Linked DNA regions of Gossypium hirsutum: region 2 is linked to region 1. A link is a contact called in public Hi-C data. All regions are on one chromosome and are shown on one strand. The core of a region is the stretch at or near the end of the contact, and the rest is flanking DNA. Distances in the headings are between cores, read along the strand shown.

Region 1 (7,320 bases), core at 2,245-4,744:
GCTTTTTTGCATGTTCCGGGATCAGCTTCGGTAACATATCCGTAGGAACTCCCTTCAGTTCTGAAAAAAGGGGAACAATTCTCATCAGTTTGACAAGAAATTAGTTAAAATAGTAGAGAAACATCGATGTTGTATTGGTTAGGGTCTGTTTTACCGTGAGGCTTAAAGTTGAACAGTGGGGGAAGAAATCGACCGTTAGGTAGGCGGGTGTGAGGATCACGTAGCTCATCAAAGAATGGATGAACCAAAGCCTCAATCTGTGTACAGGAAATAAAAGCACTCATCGTAAGACAGCACATTAAAATGCAAATAGTAAGCTTGACCTAAAGATAGCACCGTGGGAATTTCATAATCGAATGAAAGCACAGCTGATACTTACAGCTGTGCTACGCAGATTTGGAGAGTACTGCAATAGTCGTGAAACAAGATCCACAGCTTCCGGAGGCATACGCTTATGAAATATCTGAATACCGATGATACATTGATCAATACCATATGTTGCATATAATTCTCAACAAGTAAACAAAATGACGTGATCCAGTTACCTTGTGCCATGGGTGAGCTTTAATTTGGGGGAATTTGAACTCTGTATAGTTAGGATTCATGCACTTGATTTCTTCTCTTGTTGGGGTACCTAGAACCTGTTGCACCAAACCACATAAATCAGAAAAGGGAAGAAAAGCATAATGGAGCAATAGGCTACATAAAAGCCACCATCCATCATGTTTTACCCATTAATTTTTCCAATAACATCATGATAAAACTATTATTGATGAGAATATTGAACTAAAATGTACCTTAATAATTTCAACAAGCTGGTCTACTCCACTCTCACCAGGAAACAGAGGCTGGAGTCACAAAAATAGTAGTTGTTAAGTAATATAAAGGGAAAATGCATATAAATAAGCAAAAAATATATGCAAGGAAACATGTACCTGCCCAAGCAATAGCTCAGCCAAAACACAGCCAGCAGACCAGATGTCAATGGCTGTGGTGTATTCAGTTGCACCAAATATTAATTCAGGTGCTCGATAGTACCTAGAACAGATGTAAGATATGTTTGGTTCCCCTTTCACCTGACAAAGTTAAAATCAAAATTAGGCTCACGAACAATAAGGTAGTGACTGAAGAAGCGACTAGACAAAAAATTGAGATTCTATCATACATACCAAAACTTTGGCACTTCCAAAATCACACAGTTTTAGCTGATGAGTGTGCGGGTTGACCTGAAACAGGAATCATTGTATTAATAAGAGTAGGAATTTTAGTTTATATGTACAAAATGATAAGCAGATAAGATTGGAAACCTAAGTTACTCCTCAAAGTAAATAACATGACCTATAGCGTCATGACAAGGGACGTCATGGTGGCAATATTGTTAACCGAATTTATTGGTGATATAAATGCCTCAATAACCTTACAGATCCTTTCTGTTTAAAATTATGAGATCCAAAAGCTCTTCAGCTTAAGTTTCCAGTTTCATGTTACAATGTAGTACATAGATTCTTCAGAATGCTGGATTGTATCTTCCCTTTCCAAACTACAAATGATCTTTTTGGATTTATAATTACGGTGAACCACCAAACTATTTCCAGGCAATGCTTGTCCGGCAATCATTTAAGATTTTAAAACTAATAAAGCTGTAGTAACTGCCAATGGAAAGCGTTTAGCAAGTTGTTTGGACATACCAATAAATTTTGTGGCTTTATGTCCCTGTGGCACACACCAATACTGTTATGAATGTAAGCAAGTGCTCTACAAATCTGCATTAAGACCAAAACAAAACCAATTTCATGAAAGGGTTTGCATATTACTGTATCCCGGATTCTTGTTACCATAGAGAAAAAAGAAGGTAGAAATAAGATAGCAAAAGTGAATATTTTAACCAAGCTGATACCTGGTAAAAATAGAGTTTAACATATATCAGTGGCATCCTTTGGTTCATCTTATTATAATGCTTGATAACTCGGTGGACAGTCTCCGGAACATACTCAAGCACCAGGTTAAGATAGAGCTCATCTTTTTCAGTAGTTGAAAAGAAACAATGCTTCAGAGAGACAATGTTGGGGTGGTCTAGAAGACGCATGGTTTGCAATTCACGGTTCTTGTATCTCTTGTCTTGAAGAACCTTCTTAATAGCAACAGTTTCGCCTGTCTCTAAACATTTAGCCTGATATACAACATATATAATTTAGTACAAAACCTAAAACTCAAACTTAAAATATGAAAATATGAACATATCTTCAAACCAAGTAAGAAATGGATGAAACTAATGTGTACCTGAAACACTACCCCAAATGATCCATGCCCAACAACACGTTCGGCCATATAGCTTATTGTCTGAAAATGAAAGAAAGATTAAGTTAGAAAACCATCAAACATCCAAAAACCCGACCCTATAGTTTTCAAGGAGAAAATTATAAAACTAACCTGTTTAGGCTGGCCATTTTTACCCCCAATAGTGGTGACAATAATATGCCCAGTTTCGGTTCCGTTACCATCAACTATAGTTGCTTCCACTTCCTACAAATAGTAATAGCTTTTATAAAACCGAAAACCGATCCGGAAGATCAAACAACCAATTAATGGAATCAAAGCAAAGAAACCATGAAACCAAATCAACATACCTTGTCATCCCTAATTTTCATATCATTCATTTCATGAGGTAATCTATCAACACCAACTGCATTCCCACTAGGTTCTCTTAACCCAGAAGTAGGCGCCATACCTATAGAAGCCATCGGACTAAACTAAAAAGCAAAAAACGATAATCTCACAGATCCTCAGTCGAATATCAAGCTCCTTTTAAAAACAGCCCCAAAAAAACTCAAAAAATTACCTGTAAACACATAAAAAGAAATGTCAACGTTTCATCCTTACATAAACCAACAATACAGCTTTGAAATCTCTAATCCTTAGAAGAAGAAAAAATTTTAACGCAAAATTTTTCCAAAAAAAAACATATTAGCTACAGATTTTGCATAAAATGAAATCAAACGCAAACCGTTATTCTTCCTTAGTACATTAACTATAGCGCTTTAAGTTCATTATAGATGTTTCCTTTCCGGCAGGGCGGAAAAAATCTAACCCTAGAAGGAAAGATGGATCTAAGATTAAGTAAAGATCAAGCAAAAAAATTAACAAAAATTTTAAAAATTTTCGATCTAACATCAAAGCAAGGAAACCATTAGATTCACAACCAAAAAAGAAAAAAAGGTATGGATGAAATTCATTACCGAGCGGGTCAAGAAATCGGTACGTACTGAGGTGGAATCACGAGAGGGAAAATACGGGCAGGGAATTCGGATCTTAAAACGGATCTTTGAAGTTGCGGATAAAGATCGTCGTTTATGGAAGATTTTTTTTTCAGAGAGGAAGTTGATTTTTTTTTTTTTGGGGGGCGGGGAGGGGAAGAGAGGAGGTGTTGGTTGGTGGTATTGTGGTTGATGACAGTCAAAAGAAAGATTTATATTTGTTTTTTAATTTTCATTTTTACAATATTTATTTTGCTTTTTCTCGGTTTTCAACAGTAAAGTAGGGTCTTCCTTTTTGACCGTTCAAACTTCGAACACAGTGTGTGGGCCTCACTTTCAACTTTCTCTCCCTTTCAAGTTTTGAATCCAACTGTTCCCACCACCGCATATATTATTTACTCTAATATTATTTAAATATTGGTTTGATTGAAATGGTAATATTACGTATCATTTCGGTCTTAAATTCTGTTCAGTCAATATCGATTTGTATTCATGTATATTAATTTACATGATTGGTATAAAATTTTAAATTAATTTTATTTTTTTATATTATTATTTTGATTTTTCAATATTGTTTAAATTGAACGAGACAATTCGAAGAAAGTTATTATACCAATTAACCCATGAGTTAGGAGGTTAAATTGGGAATTTTAATATTTTTATCGTCGAACTGATAACTTAATTAGTTTGTCCATCCATCCAATTATGAAAACTTTAAATTTTTTTATAATTATATTTAGGGTGTGTTTAATTAACTAAATTTTAAATTAGTTTTGTAATAAGATTAAGAGTGAAATATAAAATTATTTTATTTAGCTGAATTGATAGATTCGTCTAGAAAATAAATTTACCTAAAAACAAATTTTATTAATTTGTCCTTACTCTAAAATTTTTGTTTTTATAAGTTCAACAATTTTTACTCTTATATTTGTCATAAAATTATAATAACTTACGAAATTCATTTTAAGTACACCTTGATTTTATCATAAAAATTAAATTGAATAATTTAACCAAAATATCAACTCAATTATTAAATTATATAAATACTCATTCTTTTAAAATATAATTAATATTATCATTACGATGTTTTTGTTTTTTAAATAAAACAATTGAAACCATTAATAAAATTGGTAACGGATCATTAACAATCAATGCAATAAATTGCAAAACAGTATGAATATAACGGGTAATTTTAGATTTCGCCCAGAATCTTACATAACTTAAAAAAGTAGTCGTAATTAGATTGCACTATATATTACGACATCTTGACATTCTTCAAGAATGTAAGATTATAGTATGGTTGGAACGTTAAAAATTCAAACACCATAATCTCATTATGAAATGTAATATTATAGGTAGTAATGTAAGGTTCGACCAACCAAATACCACTTAAAATTCATAATTATTAAATTATATAATTGAAACTAATTAATAATTTTAAAACTTATATTTAAATATAAATATATTTATATAGATATATGTGCATGTATATAATATATATTTATTTACCAAAATAATATATAATTATTAAAATTAAACTATAAATATATAATGAAAAATATTTAAATGTATAGATAATTTATCGAGAAATAAAGAATTATACTATAGATATATAAATGTAAAAATATTTTTAAATGTCGATAAACCTGAAACGGTACATCAATATATTGTTGTCATCTGTACGTACCATAACCAAGATAAAAATAATACGCCATGATACGGTATTGACTACATTAGCTCAAATTCAATAAAGTGTATGTATTTTTTTAGATTTTACATAAAAATATAAGAAGACAAAATTACCCATAATATAACGTTTGTTGTTTTGTAAAAATAATAAGTTTTTGATAATTTCGCAACTAAATTAGAATCAGGTTGATGGTAGTGTTAGGAAAATTTTAATAATAAATATAAATTTTGTATATGTATTTTTTGGCAAACTTTGTTAAAATCTAATAATTTTAATTTTAATGATAAACTTATTTGAAAGTTGTGCATTTACTAAATGGGAATAGATTTGACCAAATAGAAAGTTTAAAGTTGTTGGCATGGATTAAACCCTTTACCATTAAGGTGAACTTGTCAGTCACTTGTACACACGGTTTTGATGCAATTGGGCCCAATACTTCAATAACACTATCTCAAAGAGTTGCACACCTCTTTATTTTAGTTTGAAGAATGTTGAAACCAAATGTAAACTATATAGTTGATCTTATGTAAAGAGAGGAGTTATTAATAGAAGATTAACTCGATTTAAATCCTTCCAATCAAGCATTCTACCCCATAGATGAACAATTTTGTCAAGCCTGAAAGGTGATGAATTAGTAAGGCCAGTAGAAACCCTTTTTCCATATATCTCTTAAGGATTGTGAGATCAATGGTTTGGTAAGTCGAGAATAATATTTTTCTCTCCATGAAATCACAAGGACGAGTTTTGAAATATATTCTTTGATTGCAATTTATCTAAATAATTCGAGGAAAGAGCTAATTTGACTAAACTACCCCTGTACTTTACCATCTGCAACTTAGCTTTTATTGGTGTCTGGCCATGATTGATTGGACTTTAATATGAAATTCCACCTTATAACATAATTAAGGCCTGCCCTTTTTGCCACTTTACACACACTGCATTTTTTTTCCATTTTAAACTAAGTACTCTGTAAATTGAAATAAAAAAGTTAAAAATATGTATATACTAAATTCTATATTTTTATTTTTCTATTTTTTTAAAATTTCCTTATCAATTTATCAACAAAAACAAAAGCTTATAAAATCATTTTTTTTTAATATTAATCGTGTTTTAATCTCTTACCATATTTACTATTTTTGATATAATACTTAGAACTATCTTAATTTTTCTCCATCTCCTAAATAGGAGATTAAGGGTGAATTTAGATGAGCGATTGGATGCGATATGTTTAACTTATTTTTTGTCTCATGCTATAGTATCTAATCTCACCGCCATCGCTGTTTTTACATTAACTGCAATTAAATGTACCATCCATCTAAATCCATCCTAATACGTTTTAACATGTTCAGATTCACGGCTTCTTACACTGATAATAATGTTAATACTAAAAATAATTAGGTGTGCAATTAATTGAGATTCCTAATAATCCAAAGGAGAGTAGAAAAATGGATAAAGATGAAGGTTTGGATGAATTTACAATCCAAAATGGAATCATTCAAAGGTTAAAGTTTAAAAGCAATAATAAATGTATTGAACCCTTTGAATATTTTAATTGAAATAAGTCAATACCTACAAAATATGACCATCTGGCAAAACGTTTGATTCAATCCAAAATTTCCAGCTTTTGAAATTTTGATATTTAATTGAAAAAAATAAAAAACTATTTAGCCTTTGAGGGTTTTAGGGTATAGATTTGAAAATTTTATGCAAGTGGTGGCTAGGCGGGCTAACAGTGACAATTATTACTATTTTAAATAGTTAGGTTGAAAAAAAAACCCCGCAACTTTTAAAAGGGTTTTGGTCAATTTTGAGGTTTTAGTCCGTACATTTTGATTTTGATTTTTTTTTGTATAATTTAAATGTATTCTTTTAGCTAAATTTGATCATTAATCTTTTAAAAAGAGTCAATTTATTTTTTTAACGGAAATGCTGAAAAAGCAATAAATTTTAACAATGTTCGTGTGATAATGTACGTGTATTTCATGTTATTATGACACAATGAGTTGTATATGTCACTTCAATATATAATTTAAAAATTATAAAAATATTCAGTAAAATAAAAATAATTCCAAATTTATAAAATTTCAAAAAAAAGTAGCATGAAGTAGGCGTAAATTGCCATGTAAGCTTTTGTGTTTAAAAATTTAACGTTTTAATTAGCTTTTTAGTTAAAAGAAACAACAATTTAGTTATTTTTGAAAAAATTGATGGTCAAAATTCGACTCTTTTAAAAAGTTAAGGATTAAATTTAACTCAAAAGAAAAAAATATAAAAATTAATTTATCATTATGGTTAATTTTCTTTTCATTTTATAATGTCGTTAATGTCCTTTGCATGGCATTTGGAATTTGCCTATAGATGATGTACTGGATGTCA
Region 2 (6,740 bases), core at 3,028-5,527, 52 kb before region 1:
CACCTGAAGGTGTTTGGTTGCCTGTGTTATGCACAAATACCAGCAGCAAAGAGAGACAAGCTCTCTAAAAGAGCTCAACCAGGTGTTCTAGTAGGCTACAGCTCAGTCAAAAAGGGCTACAGGGTTCTGGATCCCTTGATAAACAAAGTCCAGGTGAGCAGAGATGTCATCTTTGATGAGAAAGCCTGCTGGAATTGGGAGAAAAATGAGCCAGAAGCAGTTTCAGAAGACCTAGTGCCTAATCAAGCTGAACTTGAGCAGCTAGGACCTGAAATGGATGTTGATGATGTGCCTGTGAGAGGCACAAGGCCCCTAGAAGATATTTATGAAAGGGCACAGGTTGCAATAGCAGAACCTAGCAGTTTTGAAGAGGCTGAGGCAGATGAAGGTTGGAAACAAGCTATGGTTGATGAAATCAACATGATTGTAAAGAATCAGACATGGGAGTTGGTTGAAAAGCCTGCCAACAGAAAGACTATCGGTGTAAAATGGGTCTATCGAGTGAAGCACAATGCAGATGGAAGCTTAAACAAGCTAAAGGCCAGGCTAGTTGTAAAGGGCTTCAGTCAAAGGTATGGTCTGGACTACATGGAAACATTTGCTCCAGTAGCCAGACTCGATACAATCAGATTGCTGATTGCAGTTGCTGCTCAGAACCAGTGGACAATCCACCAAATGGATGTCAAGTCTGCATTCCTCAATGGATTTCTAGAAGAAGAGATATACATCGAGCAACCCCCAGGTTTTATAGTGCCTGGTAAGGAACATTTGGTGTATAGGCTAAGAAAGGCCTTGTATGGCCTAAAACAGGCCCCTCGAGCCTGGTATGCTCGAATTGACTCATATTTGGTCAGTTTGGGATTTGAAAGGAGTGCTAGTGAGCCAACACTCTATGTTAAGAGGAATGGAGCTGAAACACAGCTTATTGTGTCACTATATGTTGATGATCTTCTAGTGACTGGAGGAGACAAGTTTATGATGGTTGATTTCAAAGCAAGAATGAAGGAAATGTTTGAGATGTCAGACCTGGGATTGATGACATATTTCCTAGGAATGGAAGTCAATCAAATAGAAGGAGGAATCTTCTTGAAACAAAAGACATTTGCCTTGAAAGTGCTGGCTAAATTCTCAATGGAGAATTGTAAACCAGTGAGCACACCAATGGCTATTGGCATAAAGCTATCGAGCCAGGAGGAACATGAATCTGTTTGTGAAACAGATTACAGAAGCCTTGTTGGGTGTTTATTGTATTTGACAGCAACAAGACCTGACATTCTGTTTGCTGTAAGCATGCTATCAAGGTTCATGCACTGCTGTAACCAGCAACATTACAAGGCTGGGAAAAGGGTGCTAAGATACATTAAAGGTACCTTAAACCATGGAATACAGTTTAGAAAGGCTGAAGAGTTGAAACTGATTGGCTACACTGATAGCGATTGGGCTGGTTCAAACGATGACATGAAGAGCACTTCTGGCTATGCTTTTACACTTGGCTCAGCTATGATTTGTTGGAGCTCAAGAAAACAAACAATGGTGGCTCAATCGACAGCAGAAGCAGAGTATGTAGCAGCTGCCAATGCTGTTAATCAAGCTATGTGGCTGAGAAAAATTTTGAGTGACTTGAATCTACAGCAGAATGAAGCAACTGTGATACATTGTGACAACAAGTCAGCAGTTGCTATTGCTAAAAATCCTGTCTTTCATGGCAGGACAAAACATTTCAACATCAAACTCCATGTGATAAGAGAAATGGAACAAGCTCAAGAAATCGAGCTAATCCATTGCAGTTCTGAAAATCAGATTGCCGATATCTTCACAAAGCCTCTTGGTGTATCAAGATTTCTAAGCCTGAAGAGGAAGCTAGGAGTCTGCTGCATAGAAGCTGAGGAGGAGTGATGAAGTCAGCTCCCATGTAGCAGCAAAGGTGGCCATGCAAGGAACGTGCTTCAACAGCAAATTGATGCAGCAAGCTGAAGCTATTCATTTGGTTTCCTTAATTGAATGTTTTGTATTTAGTTAGGATCAAACTTAGTTGGTAGCTGCATTTTGATGTAATTAGGTGCTGAATGACAAGCTTAGGTAGAAGTTTTTGTTTTTCAATCAAGTTTACCAAGTTACTAGGCATTTTAGTGGTGTTAGGTATGTTAGTAGGTGATTACTTGTTTGTTTTACTTATTGACTGATATATGTAATGGCTTAATGCCTTGTTCATGTGTTAATGAAAAATATCAGCTCATTTTCATTCAATCTCTTTCTCTCTTTTCTGTTTTCACTTGCTAGCTTCATCTTTCTGTTTTTTCTGCTTTCGAGTTTGCTTCTTCACCAAGCCTCGAGGCTTACTACTCAAGCAAGACTAGAAACAGCTTGCTGCTGCCTCTTGCACCAACAAGAAGGGATGTAGCTGCAGTGGTGGTGGTATTATTATTTGGTGGAACCTCGGCAGCAAAGTCTTCCCATTGAAAAGAAGGGATCCAAGTTGATTTCATGGCTACTTTCTCCTTTGTATCTTGAGACCCAATCATCATCTGGTTATGATGAGCATCTCTAATATTTCTTACCAATGTGAAAAAAGCATTCATCTCTTCTTCATCATCATCATCATCATCATTTTTATTATGCTCAACTGGTGGGGTCTCCTTTGTTTTTGCTTCCATGTTTTTCCTCTTCATCAAACCCTTTTATGTTTTATGATTGTTTTACAATTTCTTTTTTAAGAACACTTGGATTTGTACTTAAAATGAAGGAATTGTTAAAGAAGAAAGAAGAAGAAAGTAGGAAGAAAGACAATAATTTAAAAAAAAAAAAAAGAGATTACGGGAATCAAGAAGATTATGTTCTTATAAGAAATTACTAATTGGTCCTTTGAAATTTCCACTACAACCACCTTCAGCTTGGACTTGTTTATATAATTTGGTAAATTTAATTGAAACCTATAGAATCAAATGACTTAATCCTACATGTCGTGTTTTAACTTTGGAATATGTACTTACGATAATATATCATTCGATACTTAAATTTAACATTAATGTTTAGTTTGGTATTTGAGTATTTTTTTATCCCAATTTGATACTTGAATTTGACTTCAATGTATTAATATAACAATAGCTTTAATGTTCAATTTGGTACCTAAATTAAATAGTGTCATGTGGCTCAATGAATATTTAACACGTGTGCTCTGGTAAAAAAAAGTATATACTTAATTGAGATAAAAAAAAAGCATAAATATCAAATTAAATATTGAAACCAAACTTATGTACTTAATTAAAAAAAAAGTTAAATAACTAAATAAAACATAAGTCCTTCGAGTATTAGTTGGCAGAGTATAACTCAAAAAAAGAATTGAATACTTCTAAGTTCTCCAAGATTTTGTCAACTTCAAGATCTTCAAACAAAAAAAATATATATGTTAAAGTATATAGGATGTCCCTATATTATAGGGATTAGATCCAATTAGTCCTTCTATTATTAAATGGGCTGATTTAGTCTTGATATTATTAAAAGGAATCAAATAAGTTAGAAATTGTAATATAGTTAACATTTACTATATAAAAAAACATCTTTAAAAAATTCTTTCCAATTACAGCTCAATTTTAAGCAAAAGATTTCATTTACAAAATCATAAAAACTTTAAGAGTATGAATTCTGTTAGACCGTAAATACTCTTTTCTAATTTGACTTTATTTAGTTCTTTTTAATAGTATAAGAATTAAATTAATTTATTTAATAATATAGAGACTAATTTGATCTAATCCTATAATACGGGGACTTTCCAAGTAAATTCACCAAAAAAATACACTCAAATCAGTCAGTGACACGTAAGGTCTTCAAGTGACCATTTTTAATTAGGGATTCAAAGATTAAGTGGAAGATTATGAATATATAAAATAAAAAATAAGATGTAAAATACAAAGAATATTATTCTCCATTCTCTTTGCAAAGCACTCCATTGATTTGAGCAGGGCGTAGCTAGGGAATTGTTGGGATGATTTTTACTTTTTAAAATTTATTTTAAAAATTTAGTAAAGGTAAAATTGTAATTTGACCCTCTTAAAATAATAAAATTTAATTTAATTCTTTAAAAATTATAAATATATACTGTATTAAAATGATGAAATTACATTTTTATTATTATAAAAATTATAATTTAATTTTGACACCTTAAAAGGATTTTCTGACTTCATCTCTAGGTTAAAAATTATATAGTTTTGTACATTTGAATATTTTAAAATTAGATGGGCCAACCGACCACAGCTCAAGAACAATAATTTCTTGAGAGACCCAAATCAAACACAGGTCCTAATATGTGTTGTTGGACTGCATGGAACTACACTTGGGCTTAGTGTTACATGTAACACTGATTTACAACTTTTATGAGATGGATTTAGGATTGTAATTTAGACATTAGTGCTTTTATGTTATTTGAGTTAGATTAAAAAAATTTTAAATTTAATTTGGTATTTATGATATCAAATTTGAGCATTGTAACACCTGTTTTGAATTAAAGATGGTAATAAGACGAGGTGGGTCAAATTTTTGCCTGCTCCAACTTCAACTAGATGTACTACTCATATGTCTCGAATCTAAACCTAAATTTAACCTAATTGATATGCAAATTTTCATATTTTAATACAATTTTTTTTTATCTAAGATAGTGTTGTTATGTATGAAATATAATTTTATTATTTTTCGCATTAAATTGTCTTTATATTTCATTTATGCTACGAAAATAAGTAAAAAGGCTTAACTTAGGAGCAGTGGCGGAGCTATGGCTGGCAGGGGCACAGTTCCCTTAAAATGGAAAATTTTTTATTTAGGTCCTTTATAATTTATAAAATTTTAAATTAGTAATAGTAAAATTACACTTTGACCCTCTAAAAATGATAAAAATTTAATTAAATCCTTTAAAATTATAAAGATATAGACTATTAAAATTGTAAAATTACGTTCTTACTATTGTAAAAATAAACAATTTAATTTTGGCCCCTCAAAAAAAAAAATTGGCTCTGCCACTGCTTGGGAGAAGAATATAGAGGTGCGTGGCACAAATAATAGAAACGAGGATCTAATATTAATATATTATATATAAGACTAATTTTGTAATTATCTCAAGCCAGGGTAGGGTGGATTTTCTCTAAACCCGACGATAGCTTCACTTGATCACTATAAAAAAAATACTTGACTTGATCTACCCCGAACCCGATTTCAAAATTAAAAAATTCAAATCTATCGAGTCAAGTCAAGTCAGAACCTATCTAATATAATTTTTTTTCCATCCTTAATTAGAACAATTCACAAATTTAATCAAGCTTTTCATTTTATATATTTTTATATTATGAAATTATATTTTTACTACTATTATATTATAAAAAGAGTTTAAGTATGAATGAGCTTAAGTTTAAGTACGATTAAACTTTATATTCGAGTTTGAGATAGACAAAATTACTTTATCTTAAAAATTAACATTCAATCGAACTCAAATCAAATATCAAATTAACATTAAAATTTTAATTTTAATTACTATTCATCATCACATTAGTGATGGAAATTTCGTCATTGAAATACGAAGGAACCTTCCTATTTCATTGTCAAGTTTATCTTTATTCCAGGACGTCCTTCTTATTCTTAGGCTGGGCGAATTTGGAAATTGCACAATATTATTGTCAGTTGTCAATTGTGTCCTTATCCTTTTTTTTCTTCTATAGATTTCACACTAAAAAATTAAGTATATTTAAAATATCTCTTATCTTTGTATTGAATTTCATTTCAATCGATATTTTTATTATTGTAGTTACGAATAATTATATATAAAGTTATTTGTACACCCAAAACAATTATAATCAAACATCAATTTACTAAAATCGAAATAATCAAATCGAACTTTTTTCGTGAATATTTTGATTTTAAAATTTTCTGAAATTTTATTTATAAAAAAGATTACCATTGTAATTTAATATATCGGCTCTTCTTTCATTCTCCTCTATTTTTTAGATTTGGAACAGACCATCAGATCAAATCAAGATTTAGTTAGAGTATTAATTTAGAATAAAGGATTCGACCGGTTGACCCGTGAATCAATTGAATCAGCCGGTCGAACTGAGTTTAATTATCTTACAAGCGTATTTACCTGCTTGAAATTTTTGTTTTAGTAGCAGCAAATGACCAAAATATATAAATCTCAAAACCCTGTGCCTTTTACCATCCTAGCAGGCAATACTTTAGGTTTTAGGTTTAGTTTTTTTTTAAAATTAGATTAATTAATTTAATTTGTAAGTTTTAACTTATTTTTAATTTTTCCGTTGAATTATTTGCAATATATTTTAAACCAGATTGGTAGTCGAACTGGTCAAGCCACCAATTCGTCGATCCAACCAATTCGTCTAAAAAATTAAAAGAATTTTAAAAATCTCAGTTCAACCACCGATTCAATTGGTTTTTTAACCGGTTCAATCATTTTGTACCGATTCTCAATCTAATCGGTTCAAATCCACTTTTTAGACTAGTACTCTAGCCGGTTTCCAATCCGACCAACCGTTCGGCCCAATTCCAACAATATTGGTTATTTGAGTATTTAATATTAGGGTAATTAGTTTTATATTTGGAATTTTGTTGGGTTGGGCTTTACATGGGCGTTAGGTATTTGATTATTTGGAATAGGGTTTGGAAATGAGTTCATGGTTTATTAATCACAAAATTAATTCACTTTTTTTGAAAATTCAAAATAAAAAAAATTAAATAAGCTG

What was found. Hi-C and Micro-C count contacts between places; a contact is called where the count stands out from the background.
Region 2: a contact with region 1 is called in a Hi-C map of leaf, with 1.6 times the contacts expected there. The contact joins the enhancer-like site here to the promoter of LOC107922663 in region 1. A contact is called at or near these places in 4 of 34 Hi-C or Micro-C datasets (hypocotyl and leaf).

The regions. Positions count from the first base shown.
Region 1 is chrA12:84,127,361-84,134,680 of Gossypium_hirsutum_v2.1, reverse strand. LOC107922663 (shaggy-related protein kinase alpha) reads right to left here and starts at 3,494. Exons shown (of 13, transcript XM_016852796.2): 1 at 3,237-3,494; 2 at 2,628-2,839; 3 at 2,431-2,523; 4 at 2,281-2,340; 5 at 1,898-2,170; 6 at 1,689-1,763; 7 at 1,170-1,226; 8 at 936-1,076; 9 at 798-848; 10 at 546-641; 11 at 380-463; 12 at 155-257; 13 at 1-60. The coding sequence starts at 2,741.
Region 2 is chrA12:84,180,463-84,187,202 of Gossypium_hirsutum_v2.1, reverse strand. No RefSeq gene overlaps it. Among protein-coding and RNA genes, the nearest start is that of LOC107951310, 11 kb to the left of the region's middle. Within about 2 kb of position 4,277, at least 2 of the 9 cell types and tissues checked have an H3K27ac peak or open chromatin away from gene starts, as enhancers often do. A contact at or near this core is called in leaf, where this site is marked.